Linked DNA regions of Mus musculus: region 1 is linked to region 2. The links are chromatin contacts, called in public HiChIP or PLAC-seq maps. All regions are on one chromosome and are shown on one strand. Each heading gives the region's core, a stretch centred on a gene start, on an enhancer-like site or on the middle of the called end of the contact. The rest is flanking DNA. Distances are from core to core; before and after follow the strand shown. Region 1 overlaps Cbfa2t3 (CBFA2/RUNX1 translocation partner 3). Region 2 holds the start of Snai3 (snail family zinc finger 3).

Region 1 (5,817 bases), core at 3,159-5,658, 180 kb before region 2:
TGGAAGAGAAGTGGTCCTGGATCCCCAGCCAAGGGCTGCCATGTATCTGGACTGTATGGCAGGGCTACCTGATCCTAGGTCCCCTCCACTCTGCCCCACATCCACCTCCATGTAGCTGGACAGTGGAGCTTTACAGAAGCCACCCCACCCGAGGCTCTAGCTCCCAGCTGGCCCCAGCTGGCCAGGACCCCAGATGTTCCCCCACCCGAACAGCAACCAGATGGTGCTCATGCCCAACCCCCACCCCACCATGCTGGCCAAGGAGAGGGTGGGGGACTGGTGAGGGAGGAGACTCTGGACCACTGAGACCTCCCAGGACCTCATCCCAGCCCATGCTTCTGACGTGGTCGGCAGATGGTGGGCTGGCCCCTGTTCAGCTATCCAAACAGAAAAACAGGCCTGGCAACCATACCGCTCAACAAAAAAAAGTACCGGCTGCCTGATGGGCCGGGTGGATGCGCCAACGGAGGCTGAGGAGGCGGAGGCTGGAGAAGGCTGCCCTGGCAGCTTTGAAACGCATGGGAAAGTTTTAGATTGTGTTTATTTACAAATACTTAGAACTGCTGGCTCTCCCAAGAGCCTGCCACTGGGCCCCTGTCCAGCATGCTGAAGGCCAGCCTGCTACTCTACCCGCAGCAGTTCTGAAAAGGCTGACCACCAGCAGTGCATGCCTGGAGACCTTTGCCCAGCACTGGGGAGAAGCTCACAGACATGGAGTCCATGAGCTCCAGTGGCTTCATCTGCAGATTGCAGAATCTAGAAGTGATGTCATGGCTGAGGCGCGGGTTCACGGAGGTCATATTCCTTATGTGCCGATGTCCCAGGTTCCAGCTGTGAGCTTTGTTTAGGGCTGAGACTGGAAAGTGAGAGATAGTGGGGAGAGGAGCTGGGTCTGTGGGGCTTCTGGCCAGTGCATGGCGGGGGAAGAGGGGGCTAGAGCAAAGACCCTGTAGCAGCACAGCACCTTATTGACATCCCTATCCCACTCCTCTCCCTCCCCCTCCCTCCCCCTCTTATGCACACGTGTATATTAGGTTGCCTGCCCCCTCTTAACCTTGCTTTCTTTCTCCATGACAACAATGCTATGGAACCTGCATAAACGGGGTACAGGTAGGGAGTATTGGCTGCAGACAGCACTCTAGGAGGTGAAGTCCCTACATCGCTGTGTGTCCAGCAGATCTCAGGCCTGTCACTTCCCACTGTGCTGTTGGAAGGCAAAAGGGACCTAAGGGACCCAGAGCAGCCCTGAGTCACACGCAAGCAGTTCTGGGCTGTCTGCTACGAACAGGCTACGTGGGTTTGCACCCCAGCTGTCAGTCAGCCGTGCCTAAAACCCCTGTCCTGCCTGCCCGCAGGCTAATCTTCCACTGCTGCAGCGTGAGCTCCTGCACTGTGCCCGCCTGGCCAAACAGACACCTGCCCAGTACCTGGCCCAGCACGAACAGCTGCTGCTGGACGCCAGCGCCACCTCCCCTGTCGACTCGTCTGAGCTCCTGCTGGAAGTCAACGAGAACGGCAAAAGGAGAACACCTGACAGGTGCCAGCCTCTCACAAACCCACAGGACGGGAGGTGACCCATGGTGGCCTCTTCCTGCCCGCCCATCTGCCCCTACTGCAGCTCTGCCAGACAGCTGGCCCGGTCTGTTGTCTGTAGCGGGCTGATCGAGCGCTGCTAACCCCGCTGTGTGCTGCAGGGACAGGCTGGCGTGTGGGCCACACTGGGTTCTACAAGCATATGCAGCTCATTTAGCTATGGACCCCAGGGGCCTCTGGGATCCCTGGAGGACAGCAGCTCAGGGAGGGGACTGTCCACCAGAGTTCACTTTTCTCCGTGCTGTCTGTAAACCCTGAGTGACCTGGAACCTAAGGCCTATCTATGGTAGCTGGACTGGTCTGGACCCCTTGACAGGCCATAGAGATACTGGTCCTACTACTATATCGCAGTGGGGACCACACCTGGCCATGGGACCCTGGGTGTCTCCCTCTGTCCATTCTTCACCAGGAGCCCCAGAGGAGGTCAGAGCGGGGGACCAGAACCCAGTGTGTGTGTGTGTGGGGGGGTGTTCCTCTGATTTTCTACCTCTGCCCTGTCTGTCTCTCCTCCCCTCCATTATTATCCTCTATCCAAGACTGAGGCTGATGTCCATTGGTCACCTATTTTCTTGGTCAGGACCAAAGAGAATGGATCAGACCGGGACCCTCTGCACCCCGACCACCTCAGTAAGCGGTCCTGCACCCTGAGCCCCGCCCAGCGCTGCAGCCCCAGCAATGGGCTGCCCCACCCGACGCCACCCCCACCCCCGCACTATCGCCTGGAGGACATGGCCATGGCCCACCATTTCCGGGACTCCTACCGCCATCCTGATCCCCGAGAGCTACGGGAACGCCACCGGCCCCTGGGTAAGCGGTGTGAGAGGGCCGTCAACCGCTTGAGGTCTGAACACATAGTCTGGAACCTGTGTGTCTGTGAGTTTGTGCCCATGTTTACGCCTGCGTGTGCTGGTGTCGGAAAGAGTCCGCATGCATTTATTTAGGGGTTCAGTCAGCACCTGCTTGTACCTATGCTCTAGTGGAGGACACTGAAGCTGCCAGCAGCACCTCAGCTGTCCAGTAAGGAAATGGGTATAAGGAGCCAGCAGCCACCCCAGCGCCCATGTAGCCTGACTTGCCCCTCCAGAGACAAGTCGCCACTCCTCACACACTGAATAACACCACAGTAGAGGACCCTAATCCTTGGGATACACTCCTGCCCTGGGCAGCATGAGGCCACGGTAGCTGAGGGTAAGATTACCAGCAGGGCTGCCTTTTTTCCTCGAATTCAGAAGTGACCCTCAAGTGGGCCATGTGACCTCCCTGTGCCTCAGTTTCTTTCTTTGTCAGAACAGAGATTATGTGAGGATAGGTTATTGATAGAGCACCTGACACACACTCTACCCCAAGGCCCAGCCACCGATGACAAGGACAGCAGCTGACACAGAACACATGCCACTCATCTTGCACGCTGTCATTTCCCAGTCTGTACCCACACCTCAAAGGAAACCGAAGTCCAAGGAGTATGAGTGGGGCAGCCATGGGTGGGCACAGCGACACTCTGCGGAAACCCAGAGATGGCCGTCCCTGCCACACCCTGGTGTGTTGGAACGTAATGTTAGAAATGACCATCCAGGGTCACTCAGAATGCCAATAGGGTCCCAGAGCAGGGTCAACAGAGGCCTTTCCCTGCCCCCACACCATGGAAGCTTCCAGGGCTTGGTCCTAGGCAGCAGGTGACAGTGTCTGGCTCACCACAGCCGGGTCAGGCAGGTGCTAATTCCCACCCGCTTCTGCTAATGCAAAAATAAACGCCAGCTGTCGCACAGATCTCAGCCTCTATTTTAGTTTGGGCGTTGGCACAGGCCCCTCGTGGGCAGCCAGAGAGGGTGCTGGATGACGGCTGTGGCCACTCCCCGCCCTTCTGCAACTCAGGGAGGCATTTCAGGTTAGGGTAGCAGGAGGTCCTAAGGCGCTGATGGCTGCTTAAAAGAGAGGTTTTGCCTCCCCCCACCCCCCAGGAAGTCTGGATTGCTGCCAGGTCACCTGCACAGCCTCAGTTAGGACACTGGGAGCATTTGACATTGCAGGGAAACCAAGACAGGGCCATCATGTTCCTCACGCCCCAGCCAGTGGCACCCCACACCCCGCCACACCCCATTTGGTCATTCCCGATCCAGATTCAGACTCCTTACACCCAACACCGCCTCTCCACTTTCTGCCTGGTAACTGTGGGCACACCCCTCAAGTTTATCAGGTCAGCTTGGGGCTTTTCTTTCTAACTACTTATGATGCAAGAACTAGGCAGGGTTGGGAAACTGAGGCAGGGAGTGGCAACATAAGGGCCCCAGGATCCCACGGAGAATGAACCATCCTGGATTACTGCTTTGATCCTGCTGCAGGTAGATCTGATCCCAAGATTGAACTGGGGGGGGGGGGTAAACACCCAGGTCAGAGTTCAGCCTGGGACACAGAGGTAAACACAACACGCCATTTTTCTTCATGGAGCTGACAGTCTGGGAGCAGGGATAGTAGAGTAAACAGGGAGATCTTGTACCTAGAGACCAGACACACACACACACACACACACACACACACACACACACACACACACACACACACACACGGCCTGAGGAATTCCAAAGACTACAGCTGTGGAGGGGCCCCTCGGGCCTGGACTTTGAGGAATGCATAGGAGTGCAGTTATCTGAAAGGAAGTCATAAACACACCTAAGTTAAGCAGCTGCCCAGAGGCCTGGAGGTTTCTGGACCGTGATAAGAGAAACCTTTAAAGTGAGTTCATCTAGAGCTGCCTATCAGAAATGGGCGAAGCGAGAAGAGCTGGGTTAGCAGGTTACCGGGAGGCAGTGAGTCATGAGGCACAACAGAGGTGGCCTGGTTTAGATTCCCGACGCCCCTGGTGTAGGAAGTAGGAGGCACCTGGGAGTAGGGGCAGGGCCTGAGATCCAAGTCAGGGCTTAGTCATCCGCATGGGGGCCTAACTGTGTGTGGCCTTTTCTACAGCCATACCTGGGTCTCGACAAGAAGAAGTGATTGATCACAGGCTCACAGAACGCGAGTGGGCAGAAGAATGGAAGCACCTCAACAGTGTGAGTGCCCAGGTGGGGCTGCCACGCCCGTGTGACTCCCTGAACATCTGCACAAGGCTGGGGTGGGGAGATCCACGCTGAGATTGCGCTCCTCTGGGTTGGTTCAGCATCTCCTGGTAGGACCCACCGGCATGCCCACTGGCTGCCCGCCCTTTTATGTGAGGGTCATTATCCACTGTTGGCCTGTCAGGATGCTGCCAAAGAGCCATGCACACTGGCTCTTCCTCCTCTACCATCTCCTGCTCAGACACTTGCAGAGTCAAGCCCCAGTGATGTAGGACATCTTTGTGCCTGAGCCCCTGGTCAGGCCAGGTGGACCTCCACTCCCCTGGCCCTCATGCACCTTTCTTGGCAATGAGAGTTTTGAAGGAAACAGCCCAAGCCCCTTCCACCCCTACCATGCATCCAAAGAAGATTCCATTCAAGTTGGGTGCCCACAGGCACTGGGAGTCATTTCACTGTTTGTGGGGAGCCAAGGTATAGATTTCTGTGCCCCGCCTTCAGGGACGTTGAGCTGGCTCCCTGACCACCCCCTCCATATTGGATGGCCACATCTGGCCACAGCCCCGGTTCCAACGTCCTGAAGGCCCTGCCACCCGCCCGCAGCTTCTGAACTGCATCATGGACATGGTGGAGAAGACCCGGCGATCCCTCACCGTCCTGCGCCGGTGTCAGGAGGCCGACCGTGAGGAACTCAACCACTGGATCCGGTGCTACAGTGACTCTGAGGAGGGGAAGAAGGGCCCTACCCCCATCTCTGCCCGGTCCCTCAACAGCTGCAGTGGCCCTGAGGGGTCTCAGCTAGGTGTGTACCAAGCAAGAACATGGAGGACCTGTAGCGAGAGGTTGCTAGCCCTATACAGTCTCTGTAGGATGCCACTAATTCTCCAGAAAGCTAGCCAACACTCGGTCCTTACTTAAACAGGAAGCCTCACTTGGAAAGGGGGGCCTTTCCCATGGCATAAAGATGTGCCTGGCCTGCTAGGGAGCCTGGACCTTCCAGATTCTGGTAGGTACAGGCCAGGCTTAGGAGGAGGCACCCGAGGGCTTCTATTTACCCATCCACCACAGCGGTGCCTACGGAGATGGGGGTGAGGTGGTCCGGGACATGCCCAGATCCCAGCGTGAATCCATGTTCACTGTCTATAAGAGTATGCCACTCAAATCCCTCCATTCT
Region 2 (6,050 bases), core at 1,659-4,158:
ACCAGAGCAGACTGTGTGTGATTGTAAGGCTGTAGCACGGCATGCCTCAGAGCCTCACCTTTGAACCAATTAACCAGTGCCTAGCCTAGCCACACTTCATCCATCCACCACCATACCCAGCTACAGGAGTCTTGCCTTCCCAGAATCCTTCACACACATTTGTGTGGTATGTGGTATCACCTACTTAGTGCAGGAACCCCCCTCCCCCAATCTGAGCTCATTCCCATTACTTGAAGGGATTTTGGAGAGCCTGTTTCAAGCTTGTATGGGGTGGGGGAGGACAGGGTGGAGCCTTTCTACTCAGCCCACCTGGAAACCAAGGTGCCTGCAGGGACCCCAGACCCTCAGCTAAAGATCTGATGTCAGGAGGAGGTTGAGAAAGTCTCCCTGTATATGAAACGCCAGGGTGGGCCAGGCCTCGGTGACGGGCAGTAACACAGTCTGTCCTCGTGTTGGTTCCTGCTCTGTGAGATGTCAGCGCTCTCTGCCCCCTTCTGAGCACTGAAAACACCGGAGAAAAAGGCTTCACCCGCACACAATGGTGTCCAGACCTGGCGCTGTTCAAGGACTCCCTCTACAAAGGCTATTTCCAACTGAAATCTCTTGATAGCGAGCGGAACGCCTTCTGTAGATCAAAGACCCTCTGCAGCAATCCTTGCACTCAGTGTCAGGCCAAGGGAGTGGGGAGGCTGAGCCCGCCTCCACCCTCATTCTGAGCTTTTCCTCCGGGAAGAGCAGGAGGAAGATGGACTGGTGAGGCTATCTGCAGATCACACCTCCCTTAATCAATGCACAGTTCTGAACTCCAGACACCCCGGGAAACCACAGGGAAGGAAGGTTGTGGCCCTGAGAGCGGGGCCATGACAGCTGTGTCCCCCACGGAGGCTGTGATGGGCAGTCTGCTGGACTTCTGGAGGGCAGACCCAGTCTGCTGACCCAATGCTTTCAGGATGTCATCAGTGCAAGTTATCGCGGTCCTCTGGAATGGCATACCACAGAGTGTTCCTCTGAGAGAACACCAGAAACGTATTTGGAGGCCAGAAGTCCAACATGGAGGTGTATCAGCAAGGGAAGGGGACAAGGGCTCCCTCGTTGCTAACCACTCAGGCCTTAAGCCTCTATCCCAACTCTCCCACCACCCCTGTGCACACCAAAGTCCCATTGCCCTCTTTGCTAGGACATTAATCAGTGGGTTAAGCTCTCTTGAATCTGCAACATCTGTAAAGATTTAGCATCTGAATTAAATCACACAGTTGAATACATTGAATAGACACAGTCCGACCCATGAGTGACACTATCTATTAGCTCTGGCAATATACCAGGGACCAAGGCATAAACAGACTGCATCTCCTCCTGTGGGCCGGTCGGTGGGAGCCCCCTGTGAGGAAGCAGGTGGAGTTGTTGGGTGAGTGTACCTCACTATTGTCAGGGCTGCTGGTTTTCCTGTGGCCCGCTCCATGTGCTTCTGGGGGTGGCTGAGATCTGCGTGGGGCCCTGCGTGGTTCCCAAACCTGTACTTCTGCTGAAGGAGCAACACAGCGTGCGTAGGCAACAGACAGCTTGTCTCAGCCTTTTTAGGAAAAGCCCTGAAGAGGCTTGTGTTGGCTGAGGCAAGCCTCTCTCCCGCTGGGAAGGCTTCCCACAGCCGTGGGCTTAAGAATTTTAAACCCCAGTGCTGGAGACAGCTACTACCTCTTCCCTGGGGCTGCATGAAGCCTGCTGGCCTGTAACTGTGAGTCATAGCTGAAGAATGAACTTGCACAGCAGCAAGGTGAGGGGGCTCAGAGAAGTGGGGATCTCCAATTTCCTTCACGGTAATGGCTTATGAATGTCAGAAGCCTATTGGGGCCCCGCCTCAAAGGTGGGCCCAGCACCTTTCATGAAACTGGCAGTTCCCCTCAAGCAGGCCAGATCATCCCTCTTTAAGGAGGTTAGGAGATGAGCTGGGAGAGTCAGCCCAAGGCTACGCATTGTGTGGGTGGACAGGAAGGATATGCAAGTGCAAGCCGGTTTAGGAACCATAGGCTTTTTATCTATGCCTGGAAGGGGAGAGGTTACAAAAAAGGCTACTTACAAATCCAAGGTACAGGGGAATGGGCAGCCAGCAGGAATGTGTCCTCAGATAGCCTTCCCACAGATGCCCTATTTCCACACAATTACACCATAACAAAAGAGTACTTGCAGCCACATCTGACCAGCCAGGAGTGTGGGCTAATGTTACCAGTTCTGTCGACCACAGAACTCTCAGAACCTTGCTTTTCTCCCAGAAACGGAATGACACCAGCTACCGTGCCCTGCAACCGTGAATGTGAACGCCAGGGTGACTCAGGCCCCTTCCCCCACTGTCTCCTACGCTGCCGACTCACCTTCCCTTCCCACCTCAGCCCACAGATGCCAAGGAATGTGGGGTTATAGGGTAAAGTTCAGTTCTGGCCACACAGCCCTGCTACTCAGCCACAGACAGACACACCCAGTTGGTGCTCTGTCCACCTACCCCAGAGACTGTCCCACCAGACTCTAACGTCGTAAACATCCACACGGAGAGCCTAGACAACCAGACAGGGCTGTTCCGACTCTCCTGGGCATGGATTATAAAGGATGCTGGAGAGGTTAGGGACTCTGCTCGGCCAAGTTGGCTGGCACCTGTCACCTAACCCTGAACTCTGCTCTTTCATCCAGGGCAGGTCGATGGCGAGCCCCCGCGGGGTCGGTGCGTGACCATGACGCGGGCCAGCGGAGTCCCGTGGGGCAGACACCGCCGACCACGCGGCGGGTTCCCCGCCCGCGCACCTGTCCTGGGCGTGGCTTCGCGGCCCCGCCCCGCCGTGCTCCGCGCTGGTTGGCTGAGGTGGTGCGCTATGCTAATGAGCCTGACCCTTCTCGCACCTGCCGGCCGCGCGGCCCGCCGGCGCCGCCAGACTCTGCAGTCGGTAATCCCGCTGCAGGCTCTGGCTAGACTCTGCCTGCTCTCGGGAGGGGACCATGCCGCGCTCCTTCCTGGTGAAAACGCACTCCAGTCACAGGGTCCCCAACTACGGGAAACTGGAGACACTGAGAGGTAGGGGTTGGCCGGATCTCCGCCCCCAGCTCGCAGCGCTTCGGGGCTGGAGGCAGCTGGGAAGTCCTTGGGAGCTGGGTCACACCTGCCCCAGGTGAGAGGGGAAGGGGCTAGAGTTTTCCATTTCAACAGAGGAGGAGGTTCCCCTTCTGGCTTAAGACTGGGGCTCTAAGAGGGATGTGCCCAGGGCAACTAACTTCTCTGCTTCAGAAGATTCGGGCATGCCTTGGGCTCCCCACTTGGCAAAGTTTCCTGAGCCCCAGATCTCCCCGGAGCTCTCCCTGCGGACTGCTCAGCTGAAGTCCTGAAGTCCTCTCTGTGCAGGTCTGGAAGGGTCCAAACTTAAAGTATGTCCCAGGCGCTGTATACACCCACCTAAAGAAGGTCTCACTAACCACAAGGCCAGGAAACTTGTCCTACCCGCAGATGGTGGCTGGTGAGAAAAGGCAGGACTCCCCCAGAGCATCCTGCCTCGTGGGTGGTGAGCTCATTGATAGAGCAAACAACCTCTGGTGGTCTTCGCTCTTCCCAGAAGCCTCCTTGCTCTCCTGGTGCAGTGACCAAGGAAGAGCCGACCTCCACACAACAGGCTCAGTTGTCCACCTTTACGGCTAGGTTCAGGGGCTTTAGGTCTGAGCACCTGAGAAGAGAACCCTTAATCTTCAGAGCCAGCCTGATGGTCAGAGCTACCCCCACTCAGGTGGGCAACTTCTCAGAGAAAGACCTACTAGGAAGTTGCCCAGTGCCTCGGGACACTTTGGATGTCGGGCCTCAGGCCAGCACCCCTCATATAGCCCCAGCTGGTGGGAGTTCTTGGATCAGGCCCCATCATCACCTCTGCTGCCACCAGGGGGTGCTATCTAGGACCCTGCTCTTGGGGGTGGGGGAGACATTTTTGATTCAATTTAGTGAGTCACCAACAGCAGTTCTATAACAGACGCTATTAGAGTGTGATTTTTCTTTTGGTTGGGTGGTTGGGTCTCCTTACAGAGGAGGTAGAAAGTTGTACTTATAGTGAATGTAGTTTTTTTTCCTTGTATGGAGGATAGAATCAATGCCCCACACAAGACTAGTCAAGCACTTACCACTGAGCCATGCCTCTGGCCCTAGGCCATTGTTTTAAGAGTTAAAACCTTAGATTGCACTTGGAGAGCACATACCAGCTTACTTCCTTTTTTTTTTTTTTTGGTTTTTCGAGACAGGGTTTCTCTGTGTAGCCCTGGCTGTCCTGGAACTCACTTTGTAAACCAGGCTGGCCTCGAACTCAGAAATCCACCTACCTCTGCCTCCCAAGTGCTGGGATTAAAGGCGTGCACCACCACGCCCAGCTCCCCAGCTTACCTCTTAAATGGGCAAATCAGGTCCTGCAGGGCCCTGTTTCGGACAGGAGGTTCCCAGAGTAGCCTTAATGCCCTTTAGCGGTCGCTCTTGGCTTTCCCAGGCCCCCATGGTCCCAGTGACTCTCTTCCTATTATGATGTCTCCCTAGAGTATACTGAGGTGCTGAGGCCTGGAGTTCTCCTTCCCTCCTCCGAAGGGGCTTCAGGGATTCCTCAAGCCACGGGGCATTGATACCCTCATCTCCCGGCAAACCAAAGCTGCAGAAATCACCAAAGTGCAAGACAACATAGGAAAGGCATATGCAGAAGCCATGGTCGCTCCCACCTGCATGAGGTTGCTTTCCTCTGCCTGTGGAGTGGACACAGAACGCAGTGTCTGAACCTGGCAGTACCTTGGTGGTAGAGGTGGAGACTTTCCTTCCGACAGGACCCCAGGGAAACTTCCCACGTTCTGTGGTCCAGAACTCTGCTGACAGAGTCTCTTAGCAGTCCTGCTCTCTCCTCCTTCAATCCAGAGTATGATTCCCTGGCTATATAATTAGGAGCAATATGTCTGGTAGGGAGAAAGTAATGGGATTTAACTTCCTGGTTCTCCCACAGCCTTGCCAGCACTTGTCTCTTCTTGCAAGTTCTAGCCATCCCTGAAGTAAAACATGCTACCTTGATGTGGTTTTAATTTGCATCTTTTCGGTGCCTAATGATGGATATTTCCTCGTGTGCACACTGCCCATATGCTTTTTAAATATGTTACTCTTTTTTAATTAAGAAAACTTGAGGGGTAGTGGTGGCGCACACCTTTAATCCCAGCACTGGATAGGCAGAGGCTGGCAGATTTCTGAGTTCGAGACCAGCCTGGTCTACAGAGTGAGTTCCAGGACAGCCAGGGCTGAACAGAGAAACCCTGTCTCGAAAAAACAAAAATAACAACAACAAAAACTTAATATTATTTGGGTGTAGAGACATATATCATGGGATGTGTGTGGACGTCAGAGATGACACGCACGTAGCTTTCCTCTTTCATCTTATGGGTTGGGGATATAAGACTCAGGTTGGCAGACTTGGCTGCAAGCAAGTCTACCTGCTCAGCCATCTTGCCAACCTGTGTATTGTCTTTGGAGAAAGAGAGATTCCTATAGCCCCTGTTTTTGAGGGGTAGGTGTCCCATGTATCATCCCAGGCTAACCTTGAACTCTTTGTGGCTGAGGATGACTTTCGGCTTCCGATCCTCCTGCCTCTGCCTTCCTAATTAGGATTACAGATGTGCACCGTTACACCCAGTTTGGAGAAGGAACCCGGGACACCTTGAGTCCTAGGCAAGCGCCCTACCAGCTGAGCTGTGCCTCCTACCCTTTTGTACCTATTTTTAAATTGTGCTGTTAGACTTTACATAGCAGAGCTGTAAAACTCCCTTTGTACCTAGGCTAATTTCTAATCAAACATTTCCTTTGGGAATGGTCCCTCCCATCCTGTGAACTGCCATGCCTACCCAAAGCCTTTGCATCAACTTAGAAAAAGCGGTAGAGATCTGGCTCAGCGCGTGTGGCAGGAGAGGCAGAGGGAGGGCTGATTGGTGCTTCTGTCTTTGGGGAATCCAGAATTTGCCTCTTTATTTGCAGCCTGGTCTCTCCTGTGTGTCGGGAGGGATACCAGCAT

What was found. HiChIP or PLAC-seq counts read pairs in DNA pulled down with a chosen protein or histone mark.
Region 1: a contact with region 2 is called in an HNF4G HiChIP or PLAC-seq map of pancreatic cancer cells. The contact joins the enhancer-like site here to the promoter of Snai3 in region 2. A contact is called at or near these places in 2 of 115 datasets of contacts at active chromatin or transcription factors (embryonic stem cells and pancreatic cancer cells) and 4 of 9 other capture datasets (adipose tissue, embryonic stem cells, liver and 1 more).

What each region holds. Positions count from the first base shown.
Region 1 is chr8:122,634,577-122,640,393 of GRCm38.p6, reverse strand. It overlaps Cbfa2t3 (CBFA2/RUNX1 translocation partner 3), which reads left to right. Exons shown (of 12, transcript NM_001109873.1): 6 at 1,356-1,537; 7 at 2,171-2,400; 8 at 4,555-4,640; 9 at 5,247-5,445. Among named protein-coding and RNA genes, the nearest start is that of Pabpn1l, 15 kb to the right of the region's middle. Within about 2 kb of position 4,408, at least 64 of the 459 cell types and tissues checked have an H3K27ac peak or open chromatin away from gene starts, as enhancers often do. A contact at or near this core is called in pancreatic cancer cells and pancreatic islet, where this site is marked.
Region 2 is chr8:122,457,547-122,463,596 of GRCm38.p6, reverse strand. Snai3 (snail family zinc finger 3) reads left to right here and starts at 2,908. Exons shown (of 3, transcript NM_013914.3): 1 at 2,908-3,058. The coding sequence starts at 2,983.